Linked DNA regions of Mus musculus: region 2 is linked to region 1. A link is a contact called in public Hi-C data. All regions are on one chromosome and are shown on one strand. Each heading gives the region's core, a stretch centred on a gene start, on an enhancer-like site or on the middle of the called end of the contact. The rest is flanking DNA. Distances are from core to core; before and after follow the strand shown. Region 1 overlaps Nedd9 (neural precursor cell expressed, developmentally down-regulated gene 9). Region 2 overlaps Gm32184 (a long non-coding RNA gene).

The links. Hi-C and Micro-C count contacts between places; a contact is called where the count stands out from the background.
Region 2: a Hi-C map of bone marrow-derived macrophages shows a contact between it and region 1, with 24 read pairs. The contact joins two enhancer-like sites. A contact is called at or near these places in 1 of 15 datasets of contacts at CTCF or cohesin (large pre-B cells), 4 of 484 Hi-C or Micro-C datasets (the C2C12 cell line, bone marrow-derived macrophages, conventional dendritic cells and 1 more), 11 of 115 datasets of contacts at active chromatin or transcription factors (the 230-238 cell line, the NIH/3T3 cell line, bone marrow-derived macrophages and 7 more) and 1 of 9 other capture datasets (embryonic stem cells).

Annotation. Positions count from the first base shown.
Region 1 is chr13:41,330,138-41,333,269 of GRCm38.p6, forward strand. All of the region lies in intron 2 of Nedd9 (neural precursor cell expressed, developmentally down-regulated gene 9), which reads right to left. Among named protein-coding and RNA genes, the nearest start is that of Nedd9, 27 kb to the right of the region's middle. Within about 2 kb of position 1,789, at least 65 of the 459 cell types and tissues checked have an H3K27ac peak or open chromatin away from gene starts, as enhancers often do. A contact at or near this core is called in bone marrow-derived macrophages, where this site is marked.
Region 2 is chr13:41,550,636-41,553,466 of GRCm38.p6, forward strand. The region is part of intron 2 of Gm32184 (a long non-coding RNA gene); the gene reads right to left. Among named protein-coding and RNA genes, the nearest start is that of Tmem170b, 54 kb to the right of the region's middle. Within about 2 kb of position 1,541, at least 33 of the 459 cell types and tissues checked have an H3K27ac peak or open chromatin away from gene starts, as enhancers often do. A contact at or near this core is called in bone marrow-derived macrophages, where this site is marked.

The sequences.
Region 1 (3,132 bases), core at 539-3,038:
TGGCTAACACCATGCTCCTTAGCACCCAGGATTGTGGTGAGCTGGGATTGCTAACAAAGTCAATGTGCCCTCTTAGGTTAGGGCTGGCAATGGCACCTATGAGCTGGGATGTAGAAGCCATTAGCGTTGGAGTCAGACAGATATGAGCTCAATAGCAGGCCTGTCTCTTGTGAGAGGCAGTGAGTTCACTCTGGTAGATTAATCTCAGGCCTCAGTCCTCCTTTCCTTTGTGAGGGGAAGGAAAGCTATAGTATGCACGTCGCTTTCTGCCAGGAGGGTCAGGTGACACAGTCATTATAATGCCCTCAAAATGGAGCAGAGGCTCAGAGGCATTTTAAGGTCATTTCTATGCTTCAGATTTGAAGCATCACTGCAGAATAAGATGGAGCAACATCACCACCCTGTTTCAGACTCAGAGGTTCTTTTGAAGAGATCTCTCCAGAAGTTAACAGAGACTGCAGAGGAATCCACTGTCTTACGTGTGAACCACCTGGACTTCTCACACAGATGGGGACACCTCTAGTACCAGCCATGTGCAAACTGCAATCTGCGAGCTGAGTGTATCCCAGGATAGCCACGAGTGTGGCCCAAGACACTTGTAGATGGCACTGACGTTTCACAACATCAAAGGTCGGGCATGCCTGCTGGCTGTAACCCTGACACAATGACTAAGGTACTGCTACTTAGAACAGAGTGTTTTTGGCCTCTGACATTTTCCAGCCCCGAATTTTGTAGAATGCACTCTGGCGAGTTGGTCTTCTCCCTTTCTCTTGTGTCTTTGAGACGGATTCACATAAGATGATCCAACAAGTTTTATCATTAAATAAGACAAGCAGTGTTCCTGCCCTCCCTCCTTCAGAAAGTATTATCCATGCAGTGGGGTGTCCTGTGGCAGGCTGCCTCTCACTCACTGTGATAAGCAGTCACTTACTTTGCAATCAGTGGGAGGGGAAGGCTAACTAACCTCTGTTGCCTTGGTAAGGGTGAGTGACAAGTTACAAACGCCCCCTCAGAAATATGCATTATCTATGAGCTTTATGACAGACTGTGGCTGAAATCTGAAGACGTTGGTGTTGACCAAACAAAGAGGACCTTTGTTCAGTTAAGGAGGTGTGAGGGTTTGCTCATTCCCTTGGCGTGGGTGACTGTCTGGGAACAGTGCCTTTCAGGTCAGGGTAAGCTTAGCAAGTCCCTCCCTTCACTGCTTGGGGACCTCCAAGGCTGTGGAAGATATAAAATGTACCTTGACTTTTCAGGGGGGACATTTAGGTGACATCTCAGTTCTTTGGACAGTTTTACAAACTAGACAGTTAGATATATTTATTAGGTTTATTTTCATATAGAAATCTACAATTTTGGGACGTAATTGTACTTCATTGAGTTTACATAAGAAAAAACTGGGGGGGGGGTGTCCTCTGCCCTGGAATTAACTTTTTAAGTTGTATATATGGGAGATAGAGATGGGGAGAGCATAGAGAACAGAAAGGCAGAGAAAAACAAAGAGACACACAGACAACAGGGAACAAAGAAAAGGGAGGTGAAAAGTCAGAGTTTGTCATTTCCGGCAACTCTAATTTCCTCTAAATCTATTTTTTTCCTTGTTAGTAGACAAAAATAATATTGCTTAATATCTATAGCAGTTAGGTGGCTGGTATCTGAGGTTGTTATGGTCAACTGATTTCAAAAGGCTTCACATGCCAACAAGGGAAGTCTCTGGTTCCCATGGCAGCAGCCATGGGTGTCTGTGTGTATGTGCATGTACATGTGCGCTGTGATGATTCAGTGTCTAAGAAGGCAGAGGCAGCATAAGTTTCAGGATCTTCTGCTACCTTTCAGGAACCAGCCTGGAAGACCTGCCTAAAAGCCTTTGAGTCACTTCCTGCCAGCATTTGTCTATGCCCTGTTTTGGAATTGCCCACCTTAGAGATGATGCCACAGGGCTTGGCCGAGCTCAACAATACTTAAGTATTCTAAGTAGCCACCACCAAACGGTGCGCACCCCAGCCAAGGCCATGACAGCAGCTTATCCCATTTCCAATGGACCCATGAGCTCCATGGCATCAGTGAGGTATGCACATACGATGGGACCAGAAAATGGGAAGAGAATACTGGGTTGCCAAGAGAAAGCTTTAGACTGGAGATGAGTTTTAAGAGACGGATGGTTTGAAAACACAATATAGGAGGGAAGGGATTGTAGGTCTCATAGAACCCACAGAGGCTGCTCTGAGAACCACTATACCAAGTATATGTTTTCCCTCTAGGAGACAATGAAAGAGTTTACCAGTTTTGCAGTCTATACTGGGGCGGGGGGGGGGGGGGAGAAGTCAGGCAACTCCCAATACGTACCTCTGTTCCCTGAGAGCTGGGATTACACGCACATGCCACCGTGCCTGGCTTAAATGAAATCTAGGGTCTCATGTGTGCTAGACAAGTGCTCTTTTACAGAGTCATACCCCGATCCGGAAAGCCGAAATTCACATCAATCATTATTTGCTTTGGTATCCAGTTACTATTTAAGGACAGTTAATAAGTGGTGCCCTTGCAGGACCCTCGTGGTAGGAAGCTCTGTTCTGTTGTCTATCAGGAGCTGTTGGGGAAGGTGTGGGCAGGAGGAGACTGGCTGAGTGAGCAGCTCGGAATCACCATTGGTAGTTTGAGGTGAACTGAGCATTACCCCTTTGTTCCTTGCTCCCACTTTGTTCATTCCTTCACCATGCTGATCTGTGTGTGGGTTCTTAGCTGCAAGATTGATCTACGGCAGAAGTGGGTACCGTGGCTCCTGGCTTCCTAGAGTCAGAAGGTAGCTCCAAATTAATCTTCAGAAGGAGTCAGGGCACATAAAATCCTGTTGGTTAGGGTCCAAGCTAACGCTAAAGAACAACCATCAAGGCTGACAAGCTGGCTCTGTGGGTGAAGGTGCTTGCCATCAAGCCTAAAGACCTTAGTTTAATCTCAGGGACCCTCCTGGCAGGAGAGAGCCACTCCGCTTGAGCTGTTCTCTGACATCCATGGTACATTGCTATCACACACACACACACACACACACACACACACAGAGAAAATAAATATATGTTTTTTTTTTAAAAGAAACCAAATTAAATAAATAGTTTTTTTTAAAGAATAATTAGCTGG
Region 2 (2,831 bases), core at 291-2,790, 220 kb after region 1:
ACTCACTTGGGTTAGGCTCTCTCAACTTCCTCATGTCCCTGCCTCCACTGTCTTGTCAATTTCCAGCTTTGGGGTGTGGCCTCAGACCGACAGCTCTCCGGGCTTCCAGGATTTTTGCTTTGGTTTGAGCTGAGCTTGCATCTTTGCTCCTCTTGCTTGGGTTTCCAGCTTCTTGAAATGAGTGAGTACTTAATTCCCCTGGCTCTTCAGCCTGTCGACATGGGCTATAAGAATACTCAGCTCTGATCATATAAGTCAGTCTAATAATTTCTCTCACACTCATGAAATCCTCTCTCTCTCTCTCTCTCTCTCTCTCTCTCTCTCTCTCTCTCTCTGTCCCTCTCTCTCTCATGCATACATACACACTCCTACAGTCACACACACACAGCAATTGCCATGTGATTTCACTGAAGTACAGGTCTGCCTTCCCAGTCAGGATATGAAACGACAGCAGCAAATATTTCTGATGCGTTTCATTCCTCTTCTCACATCACTGCTGTACCTGGCTCTGTGACTCCATTCACTCCCGTTCACTATCGAATGAAAGCTATGGGGTGGAGTGAGACTAGAACTCACTGAAGAGTGGCAGAGATGGTCTAGAAGACGGCAGAGCCGAAAACTCAGGCTTGGGTAAAGAGTGTAGGAGAAAGATCGACAACCCAGCTCCGGGTAGACTATAGTAAAGGGGTGTGAGAGACTGGAGACCCCTCCACAGCACACAGAGTGCAGAGAGAGTCAGAGAGCTAACGCAGAGTCACAGAAAGTCAGTCAGGTCCCTAGAGCACTTCCAAAGGGGTAGTCAGCCAATGGGCCCAAATCAGCCAGTCACTTCTTCACTAAATTGCTTTCCATCTGGTTATTTTATTTTCACTACAGAAAAATAGCAAGTATAACAGGCATGCACCACCACCATCCCTGGCTTAGAACAAAAACAAAGACCAAAGACACCCATAAACAATAACTTTTTAAATGTGGTTATCTCCATCCAGTATAAACAGTAAGTGTGATGTTTAAGAGTCACATAAATAACAACCTCACTCCAACGTCCTGACTCTTAAATGGGTGGCAGGATCCTGGACACTTATTAAATCATTAAAGTTCAGTTAAGAGGCTAGGTTAGTTCAGCGGTTGGAATGTTTGCCGCTCCCACAGAGGACCTGAGTTTGGTCAACATCCACAGGCTCCTAACTGTGTTTGCAGCTCCAGGGGGTCTGACTCCCTCTCCTAACTTCTGAGGGAATCCTCACACACATGTGTGCGCGTGCTCAGAGAAGCTGGGCAGCCTTCAGGAATTGCATGTGGTCATCTCTGTGGGTGTGCGGGGATGGTGTCAGAGAGAAATGCGGTGGGAAAAATAGACGCAGGGCCAATTACAAATCGCCAAATGGTATGTAAGAAATGAGGATTTCGGTGCAGTCAGTGGAAAATTGTGAACAGTTTTTAAACAAGGAAGTGATGTTTTAAACAATAGAGATTATGAAACAGCATGAGAGGGGGGAGCATCATAAAAAGAAACTGGAAGACAGTCGGCTCATCAGCAAGCTGTGTAAGGGCCCGACAGGCAAGGTAGCTCCGAGAGCTGTACACGTAATCTCAGCACGGGGAGGCCAAGGAAAGATTGTGAGATGGGGCCAGCCTAAGCTACACAGGTAGACCCTTTCTCTAAAAATGAAGAGAAGAAAGGGAGTGGGAGAGAGACAGAGACAGACAGTGACAGAGAGCAAGAGAGAGCGAGAGAGACAGAGACAGAGAAGTGGAGGTCTCGTTGTATAACATGGTGGTGAAAATGATTGGAGGACTCAGAGGTAATTTTGCAGGAAGTAACTGCACTGTAGAGGAAGAAAATGACGGCCTGCTTCTTTTTCTTCCAGCGTGATCAAAGCTAAGGTATTGAGTTAGAGAAGTGCAGGGGATAAGAGGAGACTGGGGTATAGGCAAGAAGTCTGGGGTAAAATAAAGGCCCCTGATGTTTCCAGTAAGTGGGGAGAACTCAAGAGCAGACAGAAAAGGAGAAACCCCTTTAAGAAGGTGGTCGATGCAGGGATGGGGGAAGTCAGGAAACACAGGCTGGACGGTCACAGGAGAATCCCTAAGACTGTGGAACCAATGGCTTATGGAGTGACATGGTGGCTTCTTCCTCTTCCTCTTTCCTCCTCCTCCTCCTCCTCCTCCTCTACTTCCTTCTCCCCCCTTCTCCTCTCCCCTTTCTCCTCTTCCTCTTCAGAATTCACGTGGTAGAACAGAGCCTAAGGGTGGCAAAGGCAGTCAAGACGGAACTGGAACGAGCTGGTTCCCAAAGGAAGGCGAAGGATGGACACAGAGCTGAGTGATCAAGGAAGGGTACAACTCTCAAAAAAACAAAACAAAACAAAAACTAAGAAAAGAAAAAAATACTAAAATATACAAAAGTGAATCCAATTGGGACTCTTAAGAAACCTGCTAGAGTTTCTTCCTCAAATTAGCCATTGTTTTGTTGTTTTGTTTGTGTGTGTGTTTGTTGGTTTAATTCTTTCATCTCACATTCAACCTTGGAAAAAGAGTTTCATTTTTAGGAGGTATATGGCTCCTCGGGAGTCCTCGTGCTGTGCTCGCGAGTAAGACAGGGAGCCTTTTCTGAGATAGAATGAAAGCTGTTGTGACTATGTAGACACAGCTGGGTGTGTTCCAGAGTACTGGATCAGGCACTCAATCCAGAGGATCGCATGTTCCAACTAAACTAGGCTACTTAGTAGACATGGTAAAAGCACTGTTTCTAGGTGTTCATCAGAGTAGATGATTTCCACAGTCATGGGGAGGGAACTTAGGAAACTCATCCTCAGAGACTCTGAAAA